4 separate regions of the Mus musculus genome follow, and all the other regions are linked to region 1. The links are chromatin contacts, called in public Micro-C and promoter capture Hi-C maps. All regions are on one chromosome and are shown on one strand. Each heading gives the region's core, a stretch centred on a gene start, on an enhancer-like site or on the middle of the called end of the contact. The rest is flanking DNA. Distances are from core to core; before and after follow the strand shown. Region 1 holds the start of Fgf10 (fibroblast growth factor 10). Region 2 holds the start of 4833420G17Rik (RIKEN cDNA 4833420G17 gene). Region 3 holds the start of Nnt (nicotinamide nucleotide transhydrogenase). Region 4 overlaps Nnt (nicotinamide nucleotide transhydrogenase).

What was found. Promoter capture Hi-C pulls out the DNA fragments that hold promoters and counts their contacts. A called contact is a pair of places that touch in the nucleus more often than the background predicts.
Region 2: a Micro-C map of embryonic stem cells shows a contact between it and region 1. The contact joins the promoter of 4833420G17Rik here to the promoter of Fgf10 in region 1. A contact is called at or near these places in 3 of 39 promoter capture datasets (cranial neural crest, embryonic stem cells and hippocampal neurons) and 1 of 484 Hi-C or Micro-C datasets (embryonic stem cells).
Region 3: a contact with region 1 is called in a promoter capture Hi-C map of cranial neural crest. The contact joins the promoter of Nnt here to the promoter of Fgf10 in region 1. A contact is called at or near these places in 9 of 39 promoter capture datasets (the 3T3-L1 cell line, 3T3-L1-derived adipocytes, the HPC-7 cell line and 5 more) and 2 of 115 datasets of contacts at active chromatin or transcription factors (both in embryonic stem cells).
Region 4: a contact with region 1 is called in a promoter capture Hi-C map of the HPC-7 cell line. The contact joins the enhancer-like site here to the promoter of Fgf10 in region 1. A contact is called at or near these places in 12 of 39 promoter capture datasets (the 3T3-L1 cell line, 3T3-L1-derived adipocytes, the C10 cell line and 9 more), 2 of 484 Hi-C or Micro-C datasets (embryonic fibroblasts and reprogramming fibroblasts), 4 of 115 datasets of contacts at active chromatin or transcription factors (the NIH/3T3 cell line, embryonic limb bud, forebrain and 1 more) and 3 of 9 other capture datasets (embryonic stem cells, embryonic tail and embryonic trunk).

The regions. Positions count from the first base shown.
Region 1 is chr13:118,712,961-118,716,563 of GRCm38.p6, reverse strand. Fgf10 (fibroblast growth factor 10) reads right to left here and starts at 1,865. Exons shown (of 3, transcript NM_008002.4): 1 at 853-1,865. The coding sequence starts at 1,180. RefSeq lists a promoter at 1,181-1,834 and cis regulatory regions at 2,057-2,067, 2,628-3,264, 3,356-3,603.
Region 2 is chr13:119,461,150-119,464,752 of GRCm38.p6, reverse strand. 4833420G17Rik (RIKEN cDNA 4833420G17 gene) reads right to left here and starts at 1,994. Exons shown (of 13, transcript NM_001113550.1): 1 at 1,634-1,994.
Region 3 is chr13:119,407,183-119,410,785 of GRCm38.p6, reverse strand. Nnt (nicotinamide nucleotide transhydrogenase) reads left to right here and starts at 1,529. Exons shown (of 17, transcript NM_001308506.1): 1 at 1,529-1,883.
Region 4 is chr13:119,346,251-119,349,853 of GRCm38.p6, reverse strand. The region is part of intron 14 of Nnt (nicotinamide nucleotide transhydrogenase); the gene reads left to right. Among named protein-coding and RNA genes, the nearest start is that of Nnt, 61 kb to the left of the region's middle. Within about 2 kb of position 1,648, at least 3 of the 459 cell types and tissues checked have an H3K27ac peak or open chromatin away from gene starts, as enhancers often do. A contact at or near this core is called in the HPC-7 cell line, where this site is marked.

The DNA.
Region 1 (3,603 bases), core at 616-3,115:
AATGAAATTTGTGTGAGGTCTGCGTGAATCCAGTCCCAGATGTTTACAATGCTGTAGTACTATGCCTCTGCAATATGAGAGGTTTCAGAAGAAACAGTACAACAAGACACCACAAAGCAGCGCATATGCTATTGACAATGCAGACATGAGCGTCATGTTACCAAGAGAAGGCAGGCAGGAGACAAATAGCAGCGGTGCTGCCCGAAAGACCAACTTCATGGACTGCAATCACTCAAACCGAAATGAAGGACCCAAAAGGAGGGGGTGAAAAAAAAAGTCAAAACCAGGGAAAATAAACTCTTTGGCCTCTATCTAGAAATGGTGGGGCTTTTGCTGGGGACTGGAAGTGACTTTTCTTCCTTAAAGTTCCCATAAAGCTCCCATAATTGACACGGGATAATTATTTTCAGCTTGAGGAGTCTGTCCCAAAAACTCTTAAGATTGCCAGCGAAAAGAAACAAAATGTGTTTACTTGAGCCATTTCCAGAAGGGAGGGAAAGGAGACCTCTGGGTGAGATGGGGGAAGGTATTGGAGACAGAATGGGGCATCTCCTAGCAGCAGCAACTGAACAGCACCAGGAGTGATCCTGTGAGTGACAGACTAGAGAGATCAGGGAATCAGGGTTGCAAGGGATGTGGAGGAGGCTTGCATGGTGGAGGAAATGCTGCGCACAATGTATACTCGGGAGGGGGCTGATTTAGTGTGAAAGTATTCCACTTCATCATTTTACAGGGGTTGGGGACATAAATATTTAGCTGGCCACATCTGGAACAGATTCTGTCTCCCCCCCCCTCCCCGCGTGGGGTGGGGGTGGATAATTGGAAGGAGAGGAGCACGCATTTGTTACTTACTGTACGGACAGTCTTCATTCTTGGTCCCGCTGACCTTGCCGTTCTTCTCAATCGTGAGAAAGTACTTGGTGAAGGAGAACAGCCTTCTCCAGCGGACATCTCCTTGGAGGTGATTGTAGCTCCGCACATGCCTTCCCGCACTGGAAGGAGAGGAGAAGGACGAGGAGGAAGAAGAGCAGTTGGTGGCCTCCTGTGACACCATGTCCTGACCAAGAGCTTGGCAGGTGACAGGGAACGAAGACACCAAAAAGAGCAACAAGAAGCAGCAACAGCAGCCCGGCAGGTGGGGAAAGGCTGAGGCACAATGTGTCAGTATCCATTTCCACATTGTACTGAAACTCTCGGCACTGGAAATTGTCTCATCAGAAGGAACATACTGGAAGGGTAAGACCTGCTGCGAGGCAGAGAGACAGCTGGAGGTGGTGGCTTCTGGATAGCTCCCTCTGGGTACGGATCTGGCCAGAAGCGAGTGCACCAACATCCATAACTTCTAGGAAGGACCGGCTGCCTGTCCTCGCTCCGTCCTCGGATCCGCTGCCTGCGTCTCTCCAGTCTCAGGGTGAACAGTGGACGTGGGTGGCCGCGGCAGTAGGAACTGGTGGTGTCGGTCACCAGAGCTCTTCGCTCCCCCCGGGGGTTACTTTGTTCTCTTCTTCACTCCTTTCTTCACCATGTTAGATGCAAAAGAGGTCTGAAAAACAGATGACAGGACGGTGAACAAAACCCAAAGTGGGTGGGGTGGGGGTGCAGGAAGACATCTGCGCCCCTCTGCGGTTGGCACCTTCTGGTCCTTCTCTGCAGAGTCCCAGCCTGCTGGCCACTTAAAAAGTGTCTCTTTGGAGTTGTCAGAACTGGAGGCAGCTGCCCAGGCGCTGTTGTCTTCTCCTTCCTTTCTCTTTTTGGTGGTGCCTGTTGATGTGAAGTCTTCCGAAAGCCACTTCTTGTTTGGGGGGCGGCTGGCGGCTGGCGTTTTGTTGGGCCCTTCTCTCCACCTCCAAGTCCCTTGGAAAGCCGCTTGTAAACAGGTTGAAGCCTGGAGTCTAAATGTCAGTGCTTTTCAGCCAGAGGTGGGCTCTGCCTCTGCTGGTCAAACCTCATTTGCAGGGGTGGAGAAGGGGGGGAGGGGGTCAAACGGCGGTGGGACATCTGAAACCCTAAGCTGCTGGGAACGCCAGAGAAAAGGGAGGGGGGAAGGGACCGGGGAGGGGGCGGGGGGATCTTGGGCGAGAGGAGTGCGCGATGCCTTTGCTCTGAGCTGGGGGCTGCGGGTCCCTTCCTCGCCGCCTCCGTGGGCGCAGCCGCCCCGCAGCCTGCAGCTCCTGCTAATTGCGGCTCCGGCGTCCTGTGCTCGCAGCGCTGGCCACCAGCGCGAGTTGTCCGCGTGCTTTCCGAATTTTGCTGCCCTCCGGCGGGAACCACTCCCCTCCCCTACAGGGAGCCCCTTGCTCACTTGTTTTCCACTGTAGTTTTCTTCTTTCCTTCCTTCCTTCCTTCCTTCCTTCCTTCCTTCCTTCCTTCCTTCCTTCCTTCCTTCCTTCCTTCCTTCCTTCCTTCCTTCCTTTTCTTTCTTTTTTCTTTCTTTTCTTTTTTTCCTTTTGGCCGCGAAAATAGAGTTTGGAGCTTGGCTTTTGTGTGTGGATGTGTTTCTGCCTTCCAGATCCCAGAAGCAGGGAAGAGGGCTGGGGAGAAGGCAGAAGAGGATGCTCTGGGCAAACTCTCTCCAAGAACAGATTATAAACTGATAGAAGCTAAAATCGAGAAGGGAGACATAATGAGCTAGCTTCGTTTCCTCCTCTCCTGCCAGCTTCCAAGGAGGTCTCGGGTTTTAATGAATCATTGATTTCTCGCTTCCGTTGCTGAAGTAAAAAGTTCACACTTTGGCCCTCTCTGTCTTTTTAAGCTCAGGGAGATTTATCGTCACCCTTAAACATAGCCTCTCTCTTGGCGCAAATGAAATCAGGGACCCAGGTTACTGATTTCTAATTGGTAACACGAGTCCTTTACAGAATCACGCATGGACTTCAAAGCCTACGCACTTTCCTGCGATCGCAGATTTTATCACAGAGTTTGACCAAATCCCCTGCTGCCTGTTTTTTTTCCTCTATGCAATTTCCTTTGCATTTTACCATAAAGAGGAGGTCCCCGCCCATCTTCAAACTTAATGTTTAAAGGGCTCTACTTTACAACGCAGCTTCACTACCTACCGACCTTTCACAAACACTCTTGTGCACACCAACCCCCAACTCTACCCCTGCTCTCAGAAACAAACTTTCAACCCAGACACAGACAGAAGTCAGCACAAGACCAGGAAACTATTGCCCAAAACAAAAAGGTACCAGGAGGAAACATTGTAATAATCCATTCCTACCTGAGTATGATACAATTCTGAGTACCAGAGATCATTTCCTTAAGAAAAATATCTAAACTAGGGAACGGCTGGCTGGAAGGATTGCATGAACATATATTACTCTGTTGTGGGAGGCAGTTAGACATCTGTGTTCTGGCTAAGCAAAACAAATGGTCAATATCATACGGTGGTGGTGATTTCACATGATTCAACCTAAATGGCTGAGGGAGAAGCAGAGGTTTCAAGGTGAATTTGAGAGTTAGCAACTGGCATAGTGATTCAGAAACAATTTACAAAAGGAGCTTGCACACACAAGCCAGGAACCCTGTCATGCGCACTGGGTTTCAGTCTTCACTGGGAACTGGAGAAAGACAATTAAAATTCAAAAGTCTTAGAGATAGACG
Region 2 (3,603 bases), core at 745-3,244, 750 kb before region 1:
GGAATAGGTATGACCTGGTTGGAATGGGTGTGTCACTGTGGGTGTGGGTATAAGATCCTCACCCTAGTTGCCTGGAGGTCAGTCTTCCACTAGCAGCCTTTGGATGAAGACATAGAACTCTCAGCTCCTCCTGCGCCATGCCTGCCTGGATACTGCCATGCTCCCACCTTGATGATAATGGCCTGAACCTGTAAGCCAGCCCCAATTAAATGTTGTTTTTATAAGACTTGCCTTGGTCATGGTGTCTGTTCACAGCAGTAAAACCCTAACTAAGACAGTTAGTAAGGGTTTCTTCTCTACTGCCATCTCTGTTGTTACTTTAATCATTCTTATTGATTACTTAAATCAAAGACTCTTCAAGACCTTACCTAATAACGATGGTTACTTTCATCCTCATCTTTTTTTTTATTTTTAAATATGCAAATAAGGTACGCACAATTCAGGCTACCGGTAGCAGCATAGACTTCTATGTCTTTGTTCCATAGAGAAACAGAATCTGATTAAACTATAACAAAAGCACTCCCACCAAAAGCAGATTTCTGCAGCATCCCCTAAATCCATTCTTTAGCTGGAGCCCATTAATCCTAGTTATTTGCACACAGAATTAGATCAATAGTCCTACACTACAGCCTGCAGAGGCCACACAGGCTAGCCCACCACTTTCTCCAAATGTCACTTCCTAATTCCCTTGTTCTGATCATTTTAATCACACTGGCTTTGTAGAGATTGCTCTTGAAAGAAGGTGTTTCTCATCTCAGGAACTTTGCCCTGCTCTCTCTGTCTAGCTTGTCGTCTCCTTGCTTATCATATCACAAACTCTTCATCAGAACTCACATCTCAACACAAATACCACTTGCACCAAGGCCCAACTTTATCACCTAAGCTAAACTACTCCATCCATAATTGCTATCCTAACATATCTTTTGTCCTCATAGACTTTATCAGTACCTCCCACCAGGATAGAAACTCAGACAAAACAGATCTCTCCTGTCTTATTTACAAATGTATCACTGGGACCTCAAATAGTACTAGGCAAAGAAAGCTGTTGGACAAATAAACTTTCATCAAATACAGAAAGAATAAATATTTAAATTCTTCCCCTTGAGTTCACGATATGCGTTGATGACACCACTGTCATCACGATGCTTTCTGCCTGTAACTAGCTTTCTATTGCTTTTTAAAATCTCGCTTGAATTTGGCCCTTTATCTCCTTTTGTTGGAAGCTGAACTCTTATTTACTACAACTATCTTTCTCCCATTTCGTCTGTCTTCAGTGCATCTCTATATTGCCGTCACGGGTTAACTTCCCACAGGTAAGACCACAGTAACTGCTTTACGTCACTTGTTTAAATCCTTGCAACGCCAATAAGCAAACACCGTGATTACAGACGAAGAGACGTATGTGCACACACGCATAGCTCTACCTGGTATTTTAAGAGCAAATTGGTGCTTTGCATCGTTTTATTCACGTTTGCACTCTCACCATTCAACACGTTAGGTCTGGGGGATAACGAACCGAAAACCCTCCTCTGCATGTTGAAGGCTCGTTTTTTTTTTCAAAACAAACCCGGGGAAAGAGAAGGGGGCGGGAAAACACCCTCAGCAAGACCACCGCCAAACTTGCAACACTCACCGGCGGCTGTGGGCTGCGAAGTTGTTCTGCACCTGGAAGGGAGGGCAACCTCGGCCTCCGACCGACCTCTATTTTGCTCAAGTGGCACGAACTGTGCTGTTTGCGTAGCGCTTCTCCACGGTTCCTTCCGTAATGTATTAACTACCGAGAAGCATTTCTTGAGGAAGAAAAATAATCACATCTACGGAAAAACACGGATACAAGAAGTGTTTCGGTTGAAACACCGGTCCAGTCCTCTGGGGCAGCATCGGCGACGCGAGGAACAAAACACAAACAAACAAAACACAAACAAACAAAACACAAAGCGAGGCAGCAGTTGGAGCCTCCCGCACCGAGAGGAAGGGGCGGTCTCCGGAAAAGCGAAGCCGGAAGTCCCGCCTCTTCCATTGCAAAGAGCAGTTCCGGAAAAGACCGGTTTTCCGGGTTGGACTCTGGTCTCCACGTATCGGGTGCTCAGTGTCGGCACGGAAGCGCCGAGTTTCCGTGGGGATTAGGGTTATAGACCAGTTTTACCAGGCGACACTGTCACAGGATAGGTGTTAGCGGAGCTTTAAAATTCTTTAAAAGTAATCGAAGACAAAGACCACTTGTTTTAAGAGGTGCCAGAAAATGTCTTCTAATTCTTAATCTATTGCCATTAGACATGCGTACGACGTCAGCAAAATACGCTGCGGATTAGCCCAATTCACTGGGGTCAGGATGGGGATTGGAGAATGACTGGGGGGACAAAATATTCTATTAGTTATGAGTGTTCCTAAACTAAAAAACACAGCGATCTATGAGAGAATAGAGTCTGAGAAAATACTTCCACTAAAATCTGAGGTTTGAGTTTTTTTGGGTTTTGTTTTGTTTAGTTTGTTTTTGAAACAGGGTCTGTGTAAACCTGGCTGTCTTGGAACTCGCTCTGTAGACCCAGCTGACCTCGAACTCAGAGATCTGTCTGCCTCTACCTCCCTAGTGCTGGGATTAAAGATGTGCTTCACCATCTTCCTGGCTTTGCCCTGCCTAAAAATAGTATTGCATCCAGATTATAGACTGTCCACAAGACACTCTTGGTAGTAAAGCAGACCTCTTTGTGCTGCCTATTGCCCTCAGTATGAGGGTGAGCTCAGAGCAAGGGGGGGGGGGCAGATCTCTCCACAAGGACATTATCCATATGGCCAGAGCTCCAAATCTGGAGTTTTAAATAGGTACTTGCTAAGTACAAGCAAAGGTCAAGGCTCTGTTACAACTCCAAGCAGTCCAAGGGAAAGATGATGTCTCTTTAAGGGGTTGAAGCATGATCAGGGAGGAAGGAGGCCTGAGGTAGTATGGCCAGGTCATTATGGATGGAGCCAGACTCGAAGAAATTTGCTGATTCTAAATTTAAAAATCTCCAGGCAACTTTTTCTTAAAAAACAAACTAACAAAAAAGCTTTATTAGGAATATTTGTTTAGTGCAAGAGCTTTAAGCAAAGCTATCAGTAAGGGATTGGGAAAACAGGATCTAACTCTTCAATTAGCCATCACTTGAAAATATACTGATACAAAGAATGATCTTAAGTAAAGACATCCTTGGACAGATAACAGTCTTCCTTCCTTCCTTTCTTTTTTCTTTTCTTTTCCTTCCTTCCTTCCTTCCTTTCTTTCTCTTTCTTTCTTTTTTTGAGACAGGGTTTCTCTGTGTAGCCCTGGTTGTCCTGGAACTCACTTTGTAGACCAGGCTGGCCTCGAACTCAGAAATCCGCCTGCCTCTGCCTCCCGAGTGCTGGGGCTAAAGGCATGCGCCACCACCGCCCAACCACAGTCTTATTTCTTAATGACCTGTGACAGTATGTACTGTACATTGTGTAGCTGTTTTCTACCCCCACCCTTTCCCCATCTAATGTTTGAGAACCCGAATGGAATTTCTGCTACACGGGATTTCATGTTTTGAAAGATTACTGGGATTGCTGATGGGGAATGGATTGTGGGCAGCAAAGGGTAAACAG
Region 3 (3,603 bases), core at 280-2,779, 690 kb before region 1:
TAAGGAAAATGAAATTATGAAACTTGCAGCTAAATGGGTGAAACTGGAAATATTATAAAGAGCAAGGTAACTTCAGTTCATTAGTTTTGTGTATTTGGAGTACGTCAGGAAACCAGAAAAGGGCCAGTGGGGTGGAGAGTTCCCTTAAGGAAGGAGGGATGGTAGAACACTGTGTAAAAATGATTGTGGAACAGTTCCATTAGAGAGGTAGGAGGCAGAGGAAGGAGCAGGACAGGGGAATGCTACTCAAAATGAGGGGAGGGGGAGTAACAAAAACAACACTAAGAAAGAAAGCATTGGAAAACATAGAGTATGAAGGCAGATGCCCTTCAAGGCTAGACTTGCTGATTGTAGAAAAGCCTTGCACGTGAACTCCGAACTACTTACCACACAGTCCGCAGCACAAAAGAGTTTAAAATGGTTAAGGACTTGCCTCATTGTACCTGCAGTATTACTATCTGTTGACTTACGATTATTATTTTAAAACACCGGGCCGAGTCCTTTCCTGCCTTCCAGTTCTTCTGCCACCGGAAGAGTTTACTCCAGATTGCTGTGCGGAGTCCAGTAGCCCAATGACCCTTTCTGCTGTATAAAACACAAGGCATTCTCTAAATAAGGGGTTCTCTGTGGTTCACTTATTTTTAAAAGATACTGAATGTCTGTTTTTTTTTTTTTTCTTCTGCCTGTTAAAATATTTCAGTTAAATTAAAAGCAAGGGGCTGGTGAGATGGCTCAGTGGGTAAGAGCACCCGACTGCTCTCCCGAAGGTCAGGAGTTCAAATCCCAGCAACCACATGGTGGCTCACAACCATCTGTAACAAGATCTGACGCCCTCTTCTGGAGTGTCTGAAGACAGCTACAGTGTACTTACATATAATAAATAAATAAATCTTAAAAAAAAAATTAAAAGCAAGCAAGCAAGCAAACAAACAATCTTACACTGACGTTTCCTTTAGACTCAGCGCTGGGTAAGTTTAATCAGTGTACCTGCAGAGCAAGTAACAGAATCTAATCACTAACCAATAACTAGGTCGTTATGTTTTGATTTCCTTAATCAGGAACCTTAACAGGGACGTCAACTACAATTACATTCTAGACACTGCCTATGTTAATAGTAGCGCAGGGTTTCCTCTTGGCTGGCCTCGCTGTTGAAGCCAAATATGCACATGTGTGTGTTCATTTTCAGGCCTTGACTTCGTTTGTGAGGAATTTAACCCCACCCCCGTCCAGAATGGAAAAACAACGCCCCCATTCCCGCCCTCGGCTTCCTCCCGCCTAAGTCTTCTCCAGTTACAGAAGTTCGGATTTTTTTTTTTTTTTTTTCCTAGAGAGTTAGAGGAAAAGTCCGGCCCAAGAGTGGAGTTATAGTATCCGTTTATTTGCTCTGCTGGGAGACCGGTGAGGAAATCACACTTTGTAACTTAGTCTCCTGGGGGGAAAGAAGAGGTACGAATTCCTAAAAACTTGAGTTGCAGTGCTTGGCATCGGGTTTGATTGACAGAGGCCGATTGAGCAAGAGCAAGGGGGCGGGGCTGCGGGCCTGGGGCCCTGGCAGAGACAAAGGGGCTTCAGCGGCCACCCGGAGGGGACCAGCTGCTGCGCTGTAAGCGTGCATCTGGTGGAGTCTTTTTCTCCTTTGCAGACTGGCGATCGGGCCAAGCGGGTTTGGCAGGAGGCTCGGGGAGGGGGAGAAGGGGTGCCGAAAGGGGGCGCGGGTCCGGGTCTAGGCAGCCCTGTGTCACGTGGTCGCCGCCGCCGCCTCAAAGTTGGGGCTGTTCTTCCGGGTTGGAGGCACAACGCCGCGGGCCAACCCCGGGTCTGCTAGCTCGGCGTGGCGTTTGCTCGCAGCCCGGGGTCGCCATCTGTCCCGCCTGCCGGTCCAGGTGAGCCAACCAGCCCTGCAGCGCCTAGGGGCTGCTGGAAAAGGCGGGCAGCCAGCGCAGATCCCCGGTCCCTCGGCGAAGGGGACCCGAGAGAGAGCAGCAGGGGGGCGGGGTCGGCTGTGTCTAGCAAGTGGGGCGCAGAGGCTCCTGCAGGAGACTGACGGAGAAGGAATGCGGTATATGCCTCGGGGCTCCTTTTGTGTGTGCGTTCTATTGGGGTGACATGGAAAGGAGTGAGAGGGTAGAGGTGGGAACGGAGTCCCGGCAGAAGACAAAGTAAGCAAGTGACAGCTGTGCAGGTGCAGATCTTGGATCCTGGGGTGGGGGTGGGGTGGGGGCAAGGGCTGCAAAAGTTGTACGTAGTCATTTTGGCCCTTAGAGGGACTGGAAGAGAGGTCGTAGAGGACTTTCGATGAATGGTTTACCTAGAAGAATGACAGCTGGGCGCTCCTAAGTTGTACTTGAACTTTGAGAGTGTTCAGGCGGGGTGTCCAGTTAGGTGTATAGGAAAAGATGTGACTGTAGGTCCGGGCTGACTGGTGGTAGTTTCTGAATACTGAGAAAAAGGGGTTTGGATTGGTAAGTCACGGTGGGCTCTATTAGAGGTCAGGGTGTAGTTCTGGCCAGAGCTGGTTCAAACTTGAGAGGCACAATAACTACTATGTAGCCAGAGCCAATGGGCTTCCACAGGAGGTTATAAATAGCGGTCCAGCTGCACGTGCCAGAGGGTGGCAGTTTAGTTGCTGAGGGAGGGGCAGCACCTGTGACAGGAGCCATGGCTGCAGTGGCTTTGGGAGAGGTCACGCTGCCTGCCAGGATAGGGTATTGTGTCCTTGTTGGTATGCCTAGCTTTTAAAAGCATGACTTTGTTTATGCTTGCAGGTGCCCTTTATTTGTCCTACGGTAGTGTGCAGTCCTTAGAAAACTTTGGAGGCATGGGGCTTGCTTGCCCACTGAACCCCCTTTTTTGGGCAAATCTTGGTTATTTTTCCTTTCTTACTTTATTATTCTTATTATACTTTTTTATTTCGAGACGAGGAAGATCTCGGTCTGTAGCCTTGGCTGGCTTGAACGAACTTCTATGTGTAGCCTAGGCTGGCTTTGAACTTGAGTTGCTCCTCCTGCCTTAACCTCTCCGATGCTGGCATTTACAATCATGAGCTACCACCCCAGCTCCATTTTCATTCTTTCTTTTTTTTTTTTTTTTAATTTATTGAAGGGACAGTTTTGGATTATTCTAGTATAAGCAAACAGATAGGGCCAGTTTTCTACGAGGCTATACAAAGTTTTTATTTTCAAAGGAAGAGTCTGGAAACTGTTTCAGAAATATATTGTGGAATGGCCTCAGGATACCCAGCCCTAGTTATTTAAGTGTTCAGTCAAAAAGTATTAGCTGACTTACTCTGTTTAATGCAAAGCAGTGGGCCATGAAAAATAACAAAGTGAATGGAGTAACTCACCAGGATCTTGAGTTCTTTAATCCTCTCTACAAACCAGTGATCAGGGCACTTTGCTACTTTAATCCTCAGACCTTTATGAGGTAGGTTTTTACTATAATTCTGACCTTAAAGACAGAGAAGCTGGGTGATTTGAGAAGGACACATCTGGATAAAGGTAGAGAAGCGGATTCCAACCCAGAGTATACTCTAATCTCTTTACTGTCTTCTTTTGCTAGATCAGGTGCTTTCCCTAGACTCTAGAGTGCTGGTTTTCAACCTTC
Region 4 (3,603 bases), core at 399-2,898, 630 kb before region 1:
TTCCCATGCCCTCCCCCTGCTCACCCATCCACCCTTCCCGATTCCTGGCTTTGGCATTCCCCTACACTGGGGCATCAAGCCTTCACAGGGCCAAGGGCCTCTCCTCCCATTGATGTCCAACAAGGCCATCCTCTGTTACATATGCCATGAGTTCCTCCATGTGTGCTCTTTGGTTGTTGGTTTAGTCCCTAGGAGCTCTGGGGGTACTGGTTGGTTCACATTGTTGTTTCTCCTATGATGCTGCAAACCTCTTCAGCTCCTTGGGTCCTTTCTCTAACTCCTCCTTTGGAGACACTGTGCTCAGTCCAATGGTTGACTGAGAACATCCACCTCTGTATTTGTCAGACACTGGCAGAGTCTCTCAGGAGACAGCTATATCAGGCTTCTGTCAGCAAGCACTTCTTGGCATCCACATAGTGTCTGGGTTTGGTAACTGTATATGGGATGGATCCCCAAATGGGGCAGTCTCTGGATGGCCTTTCCTTCAGTCTCTGCTCCATACTTTGTCTTTATCTCCTCCCATGGGTATTTTGTTCCCCCTTCTAAGAAGGACCGAAGTATCCATACTTTGTTCTTCCTTCTTCTTAAGCTTCATGTGGTCTGTGAATTGTACCTTGGGTATTCTGATCTTCTGGGCTAATATCCACTTATTAGTGAATGCATGCCATGCATGTCCTTTTGGTAGCACTCTTTTCTTAAGGATATTTATTGATAATAAATCTCTGAACAAATAATTGTGTAGTACTTTGCTCTAGGCACTATTCTAGATTCTGGAGATAGATCAGTGAATAAAATATCCAAGTTCTTAGTGCTTATCTTAGTTACTATTCTATTGATGTGAAGAAACACCATGACCAAAACAACTCTTATAAAAGTAAGTGTTTATTTGGGGGAACTGCATATAGTTGCAGAGGGTTAGCCCGTGATTATAGTTGCAGGAAGCAGGCAGACATGGCAGGTGAGCAGTAGTTGAGCACCTTGTATTCTGATCCATAGGCTGTAGGCACAGAGAAAGAGAGGAGGAGAAGGAGAGGAAAAAGGAGAGGGAGGGAGGGAAGAAAGGAGAGGAAGGGAGAGGGAGAGGGGGAGGGAGGGAGGGAGGGAAGAAGAGAGAGAGAGAGAGAGAGAGAGAGAGAGAGAGAGAGAGAGAGAGAGAGAGAGAGAGAGAGATTAAGGTTGGGCTTGGTATGGGTTTTTGAAAATATCAAAGTCCATCCCCAGTGATACACCTCCTCCAAGAAGACCACACCTACTCCAGCAAGACCATACCTCCTAATCCTTCCCAAATTGTTCCACTAACTGCAGACTAAACTTCCAAACATATGGGCCTATGGGGACCATTTTTCTTCAAATGACCCACAGTGTTACAGTACTTACATTCACTTGAAGGGTTAGGTAGTAGGATTTCAGGATTCAATTCTGAATTAGAGGGACATTTTTTTCTTCTTTTTTCCACATTAATTAATTATTATTATTATTATTATTATTATTATTATTATTTACTTTACACCCAGATCAAAGCCCCCACCTCCTCCCATCCCCTCCCCCCTCCCCTCCTCCCCTTCTTCTCTGAGAAGGGGGATGGATGCCTGTGGCACATTCGGATGCTAATTGAAAAGAGGAAGAGAAGTAACAGTATAGATTTAGGCAGTGCTTCTGCTACCTTGCACTTGGCTGACTTGTCTGCTTGAAAAGTGTAGTGGGAAGAGGGAAGAGGGTGAGAGCAAGGTTGTTTGTGCAGTTGTGCAACTTGGTAAACCTTTGGCGGCAGAGCGGAGAAGCTAAGCAAGTATATGTACTCACTCTCTCACTCACTCACTCACTCACTCACTCACTCACTCACTTAGACTTGAACCCTTTGTATAGGATTGTCAGCAGTCCTCCAGATGAAGAGTGTCAGTGAGGGGATAGAGAGATGGCTCAGTGGTTAAGAGCACTGACTGCTCTTCCAGAGGACCCAAATTCAATTCCCAGCACCCACATGGCAGTTTGTGACTGTCTATAACTCCAAAGTCCAACTCCTTCATAGAGACATGAATGCAGGTTCTGTAGAAGGCTGTGATGACATTCAATTTGAATGTACCCCTGGAGGACTTGTTATCTCTCTAAGTACCCTGATGTTGTATGTTACGTGGACCAGATGGGAAACATGTCTGTAGAAAGCATTTCTTCAAGTTTACTAGAAGAACAACGTTCATTATTCTATGTTAGAAAAATTATGAGGCCCTTTTATGAGTTCTTTGACTTGTATAACATTTTTCTTTCCCCTAATAAAGGGAAGAAAGTGAATGGACACCAGATATCAGAACCAGAGTAGTAGTTCATCTCTTAAGTGACTTCAGATGAAGAAAGGGAGCGACAGGGCATAATCCCAGTGCCAGAAAGTCAAGGACAATTGGATGAAGCCTTTCTTCTCATTTAGAATTGTGCGAGTGACTTTGTCTAACTTCTAACAGCTCTCAGAATTTTAGAAAGCACAGCATCTGTGTTTAACTTATGAAACCTCACCAGAGAGAGTGACTGCGTGATGTTTCTCAGTGATTGATTTTTATGGACAGCAGCTGCCTTGCCATGAATATTTTTTTATCTCATCATTACCACGATTCTCTTCTGATGAGAAAGACTAGCCTCACCCAGCTTGTCTTGGAGTGACCAAAGATGATTTGGGTAACATTTACTATGCTGACCTCATATTTTAGAAAGTTTCTATTTCAAAACAGTTTGCTAAAATTGTTGGTCAAAAACTCCCTTTGTGTTTTTTAAGAAACTTATGACTGTCAATGAAAATTTTTGGATAAGTATTTGATAGACCAAAAGATCTTCTCTTTTCAGTCTGCCATATTTTCCACAGGAGAAATGTGTAACTAAAATGTAAAACTACTGACTCTAGTAACTAACTCTTTTATTATTTTCAGGGACCCTCTTCAGAATGGATTATTGCCACATGCAAATCTAGAATACAGAGGTCCTTGAAGGACTCTTTATTCATTCACAGAGGGATTTCTAACACGTTCTGGGACAGAACACCATGTATATGTGATGTAATTCCAAATAACTGTTTCTTCTCCTAGGATGGCTTTAAGGTAGTAAGAAGATCTTTAAAGTCCAATTTACTATTAAGGTGTGATATTCCTCTAATTTGGATGTAGAGACTCTGGTATATAGAAGTCATTTTTATTTCCTCAGATGATGGGATGAGATGAGAGCCGAACCCAAGCTGTGTAGATATGCAGAGCATTTCTTTCTCTGTTCTAACTACCTAGATGTAGGCCTGGAAGCTTGTAGCTGCTATACAGTCAAATCTTCTAAGATGACTGATTTAATCTGGCTTCTCTGGGCTCCTGACTGAATTGCTCTGCTTGGCTTCATGCTAACATAGAAGAAGAAGTCTAACAAATTGTGTGACATCATGGAAACTGCTTGTTATTTACAAACCCCGGAGAGAGGAGGAGTCGTAATCTTCCCAATTAAGGCAAATTCAGCAGCTTAGAAGGGAAACTGTCATGTTCAGGCCAGCAGCTGAGGTGACTAAGAGATAGATACCTAGAAGCCCAGATCTTTACTAAGGCTCAAGGCAGTACCTGAACAATTTCTCTGTGAGGA